Linked DNA regions of Sus scrofa: region 1 is linked to region 2. A link is a contact called in public HiChIP or PLAC-seq data. All regions are on one chromosome and are shown on one strand. Each heading gives the region's core, a stretch centred on a gene start, on an enhancer-like site or on the middle of the called end of the contact. The rest is flanking DNA. Distances are from core to core; before and after follow the strand shown.

Region 1 (5,701 bases), core at 1,783-4,282, 43 kb after region 2:
TCACACACTCAGCACCTCTTAGTTACTTGCTCCTTCCTGCAGCTGTTTTGTTTGTATTGGGTTCTTTTCTTTCTTTTTTTCTTATCTCGGTGTAATACAGCGTAGTATTCATAAAAGCTTGACCAATGAGCATTTTCTGAAGAAACAGAATAAAGTTTAACTCTGATTAACAGATAATGGTACTCTGAAGTCTCACTTTTTTGGACTGCCCGTGGCATGTGGAAGCTCTGAGGCCAGGAATTGAACCCACACCCCAGTACCGACCAAGCGGCTACAGTGAGAACGCCATATCCTTAACCTGCTGTGCCACCAGGGAACTCCTGAAGCCTCACTTTCCATCTCCCATCTCACTCCTTTTTACTGTTAAGAATCTTAGAGCAAATTGAAGCCTAGTCCCAAATCCTTTATCTTTTTTTTTTTTTTTTTTTTTTTTTTTTGTCTTTTTGTCTTTTTAGGGCCGCACCTACGGCATATGGAGGTTCCCAGGCTAGGGGTCTAATTGGAGCTGTAGCTGCCAGCCTACACCACAGCCACAGCAATGCCAGATCTGAGTCGCGTCTGTAACCTACACCACAGCTCACGGCAATGCCGGATCTTTAATCTATTGAGTGAGGCCAGGGATCGAACCTGAAACCTCATGGTTCCCAGTGGGATTTGTTTCCACTGCGCCACAATGGGAACTCCCCAAATACTTTATCTTTTATTCTTCTTAGCAACACAATTGGCTGGACAGTTCGTTGTTCCAGCTGCTTTTAGCAACAGACTAATGGCCTTGGAAAAGTTACCTAATCTCTGAGTCTGTTTCCACATCTGTAAAGTGAAGGATATGGGAGATACCACATGTAAATTCTCTGGTACAGAATTTGACTTAATTCAGGGTTCTCCTTTTGGCACAGAGGTTAAGACTGTTGTTGTCACTGCTGTGGTTTGATCCCTGACCCAGGAACTTCTGTATGCCACAGTGTGGCCACCCCCCACCCCCAAATTTTTTTTAATTGAGTCCATATGCAATAAATGTTAGCATATGGAACAAAATGAAATGATGAGTGTGAAACAGCTTTGTGAGCTGTAAATAAAGAAATCTAAGTCAGTAGCATTGTTTGCTCGTTAAGATGGGCATCAGTAGCATAGTTTATAACCTCAGTATTATAATACACTGGCTCAGGCTCTTCGTGATAGGTTTAGGCCCAGGTTTGGTCATGCTTAAAGACTGCATTTGTTCTTCTAAAAACTTTAGAGAACATCTCCAGCAAACTTAAATGATGTATGAAACAAACAGTAGTCTAATTCAAACTCTTCAGTTAATTCTTAGTCACCTTTTACCCTTTTTTTTTTTTTTTTTTTTTTTTTGTCTTTTTGCTATTTCTTTGGGCTGCTCCTGTGGCATGTGGAGGTTCCCAGGCTAGGGGTCTAATCGGAGCTGTAGCTGCCAGCCTACACCAGAGCCACAGCAACGTGGGATCCGAGCCGCGTCTGCGACCTATACCACAGCTCACAGCAATGCCGGATCATTAACCTACTGAGCAAGGGCAGGGACCAAACTCACAACCTCATGGTTCCTAGTTGGATTCGTTAACCACTGCGCCACGACGGGAACTCCTACCCTCTTTTTTTTTTTTTTTTTTTTTTTTTTTGCATCCAGGCCTTCCACTTTGCCCTACTCCTCCTCTCCCCTCTTAAGAATTTTGAATCTCATGAGATTTATGAGCCTAACATGTACCTTGGCTTCTTCATGTTTTAGTCTTTCTAGTTGGATTGGCTGTGATAATCACCTTATTTGGATATGTATCTTAAATCTCTAAAATAAATTAAGCTTTTGTACTATGAGTTATGAAGTAAAGGGCCAAGGACTTAAAATTATTGACCCACTAGGAAACTTATGAGATCCAATTTAGAGGAATATGGATGAATTCTGAAAGTATTTTTACCACTTAAAAACATTTAAATACCACTTGTCACATTCTTTAAATATTTATATGCATAACACTTTCTGGGAGCTCACAGGGATATAAAAGCGGTGTGCTCTGGTGTCAGTTTCTTGCCTTCTAGGGTAGTCTAGAGTTAGTTCAGAACAGCTCAGAAATATTGACATTGCAGACATTAAGCAAGCAACCTAAAATATAAAACATTGCCAATAATATATGCCACATCAGTCAGAGACACTGTCTTACTTATTTCATAAAAGTGTGTTGAATTTTGGTTTCCTCGCCTGTGAAGTAGAAATGAAAATACCCTGAAGAGTCATCATGATTTAAATGAGGTTGGATATGGAAAACTTACATTCTTTCTGCAGTTATAGGTATGTTTTTAATTGAAAAAATATTATATGGCATATGGTTAAAAAAAAAAATTCAGGCAGGACAAGATGGAAAGTAAGTCTTCTTACTCCAGACCCTAGGTTCTGCCCTGGGTACTCCTGTACCAAGAGCACAGTTAGTTGTTCCACGTACATATAAACTTATTTTTATAAAATCTGTGTGGGAACATTATACATGTTATCTTTTATAGCCTGCTTTTTTTCATTTAAAAATATATTTTGGCGGAGTTCCTGTTGTGGCACAGTGGAAACGAATCCGACTAGGAACCATGAGGTTGCAGGTTTGATCCCTGGCCTCTCTCAGTGGGTTAAGGATCCAGTGTTGCCATGAGCTGTGGTGTAGGTCGAAGACGTGGCTCGGATCTGATGTTGCTGTCACTGTGGCGTAAGCCTGCAGCTGTAGCTCTGATTAGACCCCTAACCTGGGAACCTCCATGTGCCACGGGTGTGGGTCTAAAAAACAAAAAATAAAGAATAAGTACATTTTGGCAGTCTTTTAACAATAAATGCAAGTTTTTAAATACATTTATTATTCCTAATAATTGCGGAAAATTCTAGTTTTAGTGTATAATAACACAGCCTATGTCTTCCCTACAACTCATTCAAATGTTGATTCAAAACTTCTCTCCTTAGGGTCAACTCACTATCCTAAAAGTCCACCCTCCTGAGAAGAAGGGACAGAAAGACCTCTCTGTAAGAAGGGCTTGGGTATCCCATGAACGAGACAGCAGAAAACCGATCGGAGTACAGCAGGACTCCAGAGCCAGGTATAAGGCTCAGAAAAGGGCACCAACCTGATGGTACAAGAAGAGGTGACAATGACATCCACCAAGGAGCCTTGGATCCTGTTATAGAGGCAACTGTCATTTCTTCCTGCCATAAAAAAGTAAGTTAAAAAAAGTGTGGGAATCTTGCTGGAGTTTGGAAAGGCAGAACACTGCCTTTTGAAAAGGAACCTTGTAAGGTTTTGTTCAGGATAATTTGAAGTTTTGTATTCTTAAGTTACCTAGGTATTAGTTACGCCTTTTCTATTGACACTGAGAACTGTGCTTATCTGTTTTATTTAAGAAAGGTGGTGGGTTTCTGTAGTTACCACATATCCATTATATACTCTTGTGTCTGGCTTCTTTCACTCATCATCATGTTTGTGAAGTTCATCTGTATTTACTTTGTGTAGCTATAGATTGTTCATTTTCATTGCTCTGTAGTATTTCTTCATGTGACTATACCACATTTAATTAATTAATTTATTTTTTTGGTCTTTTTAGGGTCCCACCTGCGGCATGGGAGGTTCCCAGGCTAGGGGTCTAAGCGGAGCTACGCCACAGCCACAGCAGCGCCAGATCCGAGCTGCCTCTGTGACCTACACCACAGCTCATGGCATCGCTGAATCCTTAAGCCACTGAGCAAGGCCAGGGATCAAACCCGCAACCTCATGGTTCCTAGTCAGATTTGTTTCCGCTACACCACGACAGGAACTCCTGCCTTTATTTACTTTTTTTTTTTTTTTTTTTTTTTTTTTTTGAGATGTTTTGTGTTGGCACTCAGGGAGTACAAAGATAAGACATGGTTTCTGCCCTTAAGCAGGTTGTGTAGTTTAGTTCAGGAGACAGACAAGTAAATCAGTTCATTTTTGCTAACTGCCATGTGACTATATGCACAGGGGGAACCTCTCCTGGCAGGTTGGCATCTGGGAAGGTAGAACTTGCATTTCAAAGTTAGCTAAGAGGAGGGATTAGAAGGCATTCCAGGAGTTCCCGTCGTGGCGCAGTGGTTAACGAATCCGACTAGGAACCATGAGGTTGCGGGTTTGGTCCCTGCCCTTGCTCAGTGGGTTAACGATCCAGCGTTGCCGTGAGCTGTGGTGTAGGTTGCAGACGTGGCTCGGATCCCTCGTTGCTGTGGCTCTGGCGTAGGCCGGTGGCTACAGCTCCGATTCAACCCCTAGCATGGGAACCTCCATATGCCGAGGGAGCGGCCCAAGAAATAGCAACAACAACAATAACAACAACAACAACGAAAGACAAAAAAAAAAAAAAGAAGGCATTCCAGGCCAAGGGAATAGTATATGTGAAGACACAGAAGCAAGAAATAGCATGATGCTTTCAGGGAATAGGAGTCATGTATTTATTTATTTATTTTTTGCTTTTTAGGGCTGTACCCATGGCATATGGAAGTTCCCATGCTAGGAATTGAATCGGAGCTACAGCTGCCAGCCCACTCCACAGCTATAGCAATGTGGGCCATGAGCTTCGTCTGTGACCTACACCACAGCTCACGGCAACGCCAGATCCTTGACCCAGTGAGCGAGACCAGGGATCTAACCCATGTCCTCATGGTTACTAGTCGGATTCCTTTCCACTGCACCTCAACAAGAACGCTAATAGCTAATGTGTAGACACTGGTGATACTGATGTGTGAACCTGCAAAATGCTTGGTGTGGGGGGGAATGTAGGGTGACAGGGACAAGGATTATTAGCAAGGAAGCCTTAGATAATCCAGATCTTTAGACTCCTGGTCCAATATTCTCCCATTGTCAAATTCTTTTTGAGATGTGTGATGTCGTATATTGATTGAAAAGGAAAGACCACTACTTCTAGGCCTCTGACTCTAAGGCCTTGGCTCTTTTAACTATATTTGTTCAAGTTTATAGTTTGTGTTTTGTAAGCTTCTATAGATAAAAGCATAAAAGAAGCATTTCAGACCAGGTTGGCCTGATCTTAGTTTTACGGCTTTATTTCATATCTCTGAGTTTTCAAGGATTAAGTTGAATAAAGAGAGTAGCCCTTATGGTTGTCCTACTTTTCCTCTGTTCTAGGTTCTTCTTTATAAATGGAAGTTTAGGAGCCAGTTTTCATTCATTCAACCTGGGATTATTCTCTTGAACTGATTTGCTTTAACCAAACTTTTAGGAATGCCACTGTATATTAGGTTATCATAAGATAAATAGACTTTCCTGCCTGTTAATCGCTTTATTTTCTTTTCTTGAGGAAGCTTACTTACAAAACTCAGTTAAGATTAGAGAGAGTTGCTTTGTGAGGAAAAAAAAAAATGATTTTAAAGATTTTTTCCATCAAGCTTGGCAGAGATAACTAGTCTTTTTTTTTTTTTTTTTTCTGGCTGCGGCATGTGGACATTTCCTGGGCCAGGGATTGAACCCTCTGTGCCACCAGGGAATCTAGAGATAATTAGTTTTTACAGGCTAAGACTGTATGTATTTCTAGGCTGGCCAAAATGAATGTTCATATAGACCAGCTATTGTACTTACTCTGTTTGACCATACCAGAGACACATCTACAGTGGATGTTTATTTATGGCCACACCCATGGCAAATGGAAGTTTCCAGGCTAGGGGTCTGATTGGAGCTTCAGCTGCTGGCCTATG
Region 2 (5,003 bases), core at 1,641-4,140:
CCAGATCCTTAACCCACTGAGCAAGGCCAGGGATCGAACCCGCAACCTCATGGTTCCTAGTCGGATTTGTTTCCGCTACGCCACAATGGGAACTCCTAAAGTTTAATTTTTTATTTTATATTGAAGTATAGTTGATTTATAACATTGTGTTAATTTCAGGTGTACAGCAAGGTAATCAGTTATAAACTCATTCTTTTTCATATTCTTTACCCATATCAGTTACTACAGAATATGGAGTAGAGTTCCCTGTGCTATATAGTAGGTCCTTGCTGTTTGTCTGTCTTATATATGATAGTGCGTATCTGTTAATCACACATTCCTAATTTATCCCCCCTCCACCTCTCCCCTTTGATAACCATAAGTTGTTTTTCTTTTTTTCTTTTTTTTTTGGCCATGCCCTGGGCATGTGGAAATTCCTTGACCAGGGATGGAACCTGTGCCACTGCAGTGACCTGAGCCACAGTAGTGACAACGCTGGATCCCAGTTCTGCAAGGTCTGAGTCCTTTGCCAAAAAGAAATATCCGAGTAGGACAAGGACTGCAAGATGTTCCTGTAAATGTCCCACGACCTCTGGAGCAGTGGCAGCACGTGTTTGAGACTTTATAAATGGCCAGCGTGATTTTTGTCCCTTCTGATTTGAGAGCATGGATTGTCCAGCCTGGGAATCTTAGACTGTGGACGGAAAGGGCATTCAGGGAGTGGGATGTGAGTCCATTCGCAGGTGTAAGGTGCTTTGTTTCTTCATGTTTCATTTCCTGACACAGCCAACCCCTCTCCCAGCCTGGCTGGGACCAGGCTCCCGCAGAGCCGGTTCTGGGCTGCGCTGCGCTCCTGTGAGGCCACATGGTGTCACTGTTTCATCAGCTGCAGCTGAGGGTCTGCGACTCCCACCTTGGTTCAAAAAGTTGGGCATGCGGGAGTTCCCATCGTGGCTCAGCGGGTTAAGAACCTGACTAGCATCCATGGGTTCGATCCCTAGCCTCTCTCAGAGTTAGGGATCTGATGTTGCCGTGACCTGTAGGTCACAGATATGAGGCTTGGATCCCACCTGCCTGTGGTGTAGGCCGGCAGTTACAGCTCCAATTTGATTCCTCCATATGCTGCAGGTGTGGCCCTAAAAAGAGAAAAAAAAGAAAAAAAAGGGTATATGGTCCTTGCAGGCAGCCCAGTGGAGCTTCAGATTTTTCCTCTGGACCAATTTGGGAAGAATTAGATCAGCCTCAGTGTTGTTTTAATTTTTTTGGCCCCACCAGCAGCCTGAGGAAATCCTGGGCCAGGGATTGAACCCTTGCCACAGCACCCACCTGTGCCTGATCCCCAACCTATTGAGCCACACGGAAACTCCTGTTTTACTTATTTTTTTAAAGGTTGAGTGTGGAATAAAGATGAGGGGAGTGCCTAGTCTGGCCAGCATGCCAGATGTGGGTGACAACAGTGGAGCTCAGGCCGGGAAGTGGCATGGGTTAGCCCTTGCTCTTAAGTAGCCGAATTCTCTGCATGTTTGAAGGTCATCACTGCCGAGGTGGGAATAACTCTAGCTACCATGTGGAGGCCTTACTGTACCAGCTGCTTTGCATGTATTGTATATAATTCTCTCAGTACCTCTGCAAGGTAGGCATTACCATCCACAAGTTACAGGTGGGAAAACAAGATTCAGAGAGGTCGAGTAACATCCTCTGACTCACACAGCTGCTAATTGACGCTGACCGACTCCAAGCTCCTTCTGGTTCCTCAGCGGATGTCTGGGTAATCACAGGATGTAGTCACCTGCAACAGAGGTGTGTGTTTCCTTGTGAGCCTCAGGTGTGTACAGTAATCTTCCCCCATCTTGCCACTGTGAATTTGAACAAGAAGGGTGAGTCAGGAAACTTCTGATAGGGGCATACAGCTGAAGGAACTTGGCCGTCCTGAATCTAAGGTGAGAGATCAAGGCGTGCAGAGCCAAGGACACAGATTTGCACAGAGTGAAGAAAGGGCATCTGGTGTACATGTTGAAACAGAGAGGGGATGGGGAAGCCTTGAGTCGGGCGCTGTGAGGCCGGGATGGCAGAACTAGCTCCGTAATTCTCAGCCTGTGTGAATTACAGAGAGAGGCCCCATGGTGGGTTCATTTTACATAAAACGGTTGGGTTCCTTTTGCTTGTTTGTTTTGTTTTTGATTATCTGAAAATTTTAATTTGTTCTGGCAATGTAACTAACACAGCATAAGGAGTTAAGCCCTCGGGCCAGGCAGGACCGTGGCCCCTGGAGGGTGGGGGGTGGCAGGAGGAGGGAGAGGCCTGAACTGAGGTAACCCAGGGAAGGTTGTAGGGGTGGGAGCCAGGAGATGGGTTGGGAGGTTGCCTGCCCAGCCTTAACCCACTGCATAGAAAGTAAAAGAGGAGTCCCTTTTGTGGCCTAGCGGAAATGAACCTGACTAGTATCCATGAGGATGCGGGTTCGATCCCTGCCTTTGATCAGTGGGTTAAGGACCCAGCATTGCCATGAGCTGTGGAGTAGGTTGCAGACTTGGCTTGGATCCGGTGTTGCTGTACCTGTGGCCAAAAAACAAAAAAAGAAAGAAAAGAAAAAATGGAGGGAGTTCCCTGGTGGCCTAGTGGTTAAAGGACCCGGTATTGTTACTGCTGTGGCGTGGGTGTGATCCCTGCCCTGGAAACTTCCGCATGCTTTGGGTGCAGCCAAGAAAATAAAAAGCACCCTTCCCTTCAGTCACCAGGGAGAGGCCTGAGGGAAGGGGACAGGTTGCTGACTGCTTGTCCCTCTGTGAACACACAGGATCTGAGTTCAGAAGACAAGAATTCAGCTGGTGGGAGAATGAGGGTGGGGAGAGGAGGTCACCCATCTCCTGGGTCCATGAATGGGACCCTGGCCTTGGACATCAGCCCCAGGGCCAGAGTGTGTCTCTTCTGTAGATGTCGCCCCAGCTCCCAGGACCGGAATGTCAGCTTTCCTGCCCTCCAGTCTGTCTTGACTGCTGGATCCCCTTGTGTCCGCAAAGCCTCAAAGCAGTAAGGCCACCAGTCTGTACCAGGAGGGCGGGACTGTGTCCTCAGGGGGGCCCAAGGCCACAGCAGAGAACACCTTCCTCCCTTGGCTCAGCCCAGCCTGGTGCCGGGACGTGCTGGTGGCCCTGCTCACAGAGGGGCTGCGGTGGTAGGGAAGGGTCCCAGGACCTCAGCTTGCAAACTGGAAGGTGTTTCCTGAGAGGCAGGTCTCTACTCAGGGTGGGGTTTCTGTTGGTCCTTTTGGGCTGCCCTGAATAGTATGGATTACGCATACTCTAGTTTATCTGGGAAAATGCCTTCCAGTTCTAAACAAAGTATTTAGGAATTCTTTCTGAGAACAATGCCCATTCATAAGATGGGGACATTGTGTTCTGGTGACTCTCGGCTGGAAGAGGGAGGTGACTGGGGTGTCACCCCTACAAAGCTGGCTGTGCTTAGAAACCCAAGTCCCAGTGTTTGCTCAAAATATGAGCATGCAGGGTGACTGGTCCGAAGAACCTGCCCTGCGTGACAGTCACATGTCCTGCCCATGTGCCATGTCCTTCACTCTGAGCTAAACAATCTTGGGAAACTGTGTCCTCTGCAAAGTTCACTGTACACAACTTCAGACACTGTCCAGGCCAGAAAGGCTAAGAAAAATCTTCTCTCTCAGAACACCTACTGTTTCTGCTTATCTTTTAACAAAAGAGGGGCAAGGAAATTGTTTGGAAATCTGAACACTGAGGTGTTTTTTTTGTTTTGTTTTGTTTTTTGTATTTTTTCATGTAAAGAAGTGGGTTCTTTCTTTCTTTCTTTCTTTCTTTCTTTCTTTCTCTCTTTTTCATTTTTGAAATGTAATTGACACACAGTGCTCTGTAAGTTTTAGGGCAACGGCATGGCGACCTGTCTCGCACATATTGTGAGATGATGACCACAGTGAGTTTAGTTAAATCCATCACCCTATAGAGATTTAAAAGATTTTCCTCCTTGTGAAGGGAACACTTAGAACCTACTCTCTCTCTCTTTTTGGCCAGGCCCCACAGCATGTGGAAGTCCTCAGGCTGGGGATCACTGCACCACAGCATCAACTCAAGCCACAGCAGTGACAATGCTGGATCCTTAACTCACCGAGCCACCAGAAAACTCCTAGGATCTACTCTCTTAGCAACTTTCAAATACTCCATATGGCATCAAGTTCACTTCATTTTTGTTTCTTCTCTTTCCCTTTTACTGTGAGAAGCCTAACTCCCATGGGAGTATTTTAAGGAGCTAAAAAGAATGAGAAAGAAGTGAAAAGTCACCACGGCCCTAGCTCCCCTGTGCCAGCACCCCCTGCAATGGCCTTAGGGTTAGGTCAGACCAGGGCCCAAGTGGTCTCAGCAGCCCAGGTTGTGCTGGGCACCCCAAGGTTGTAAGAGGTCACAACAGTAGTGCCAGTACTTGGTGCAATTTTAGGACAGCCTATAAATACACACCAGGGCAAAGTGAATTCCAGGCCACCCAGAACGTTTGGTTGTGCTGAACCTCCATGGTTCACCTGGATTAACTCTGAGTGACCTCCAGCTGTTGATCTGACCCTAAACCCAGAAACATGAGGTATAATTGGGGTTACAATGATAGCAGATTAATTCTGGCATTTAGAGGAAACTGGAAGATAGGAGAGAAAGAGAAAGAAGCAAAAGCGATGAGTATCATCACTTTTTTTGGGGGGCCGCACCCTTGGCATATGGACATTCCCAGGCTAGGGGTGGAATCAGAGCTACAGTTGCTGGCCTACACCACAGCCACAGCAACACGGGATCTGAGCCGCATCTGTCCTATACCACAGCTCATGGCAACTCCAGATCCTGACCCACAGAGAGAGGCCAGGGATTGAACCCACATCCTCATGGATACTAGCCAGATTAGTTTCTGCTGTGCCACAGTGGGAACTCCCAGTATCACACTTTAAAGCCCTACTAAAGATGCACAGGAGAGTTCCCGTCGTGGTTCAGTGGTTAACGAATCTGACTAGGAAC

The links. HiChIP or PLAC-seq counts read pairs in DNA pulled down with a chosen protein or histone mark.
Region 1: a contact with region 2 is called in an H3K27ac HiChIP or PLAC-seq map of alveolar macrophages. The contact joins the promoter of ADIPOR2 here to the enhancer-like site in region 2. A contact is called at or near these places in 1 of 5 promoter capture datasets (liver), 8 of 47 Hi-C or Micro-C datasets (epiblast stem cells, fetal liver, heart right ventricle and 3 more) and 2 of 2 datasets of contacts at active chromatin or transcription factors (alveolar macrophages and skeletal muscle).

What each region holds. Positions count from the first base shown.
Region 1 is chr5:68,779,767-68,785,467 of Sscrofa11.1, forward strand. It overlaps ADIPOR2 (adiponectin receptor 2), which reads left to right and starts at 3,033. Exons shown (of 7, transcript NM_001007192.1): 1 at 3,033-3,203. The coding sequence starts at 3,033.
Region 2 is chr5:68,737,306-68,742,308 of Sscrofa11.1, forward strand. No RefSeq gene overlaps it. Among named protein-coding and RNA genes, the nearest start is that of ADIPOR2, 43 kb to the right of the region's middle. Within about 2 kb of position 2,891, at least 21 of the 83 cell types and tissues checked have an H3K27ac peak or open chromatin away from gene starts, as enhancers often do. A contact at or near this core is called in alveolar macrophages, fetal liver, liver and 2 more, where this site is marked.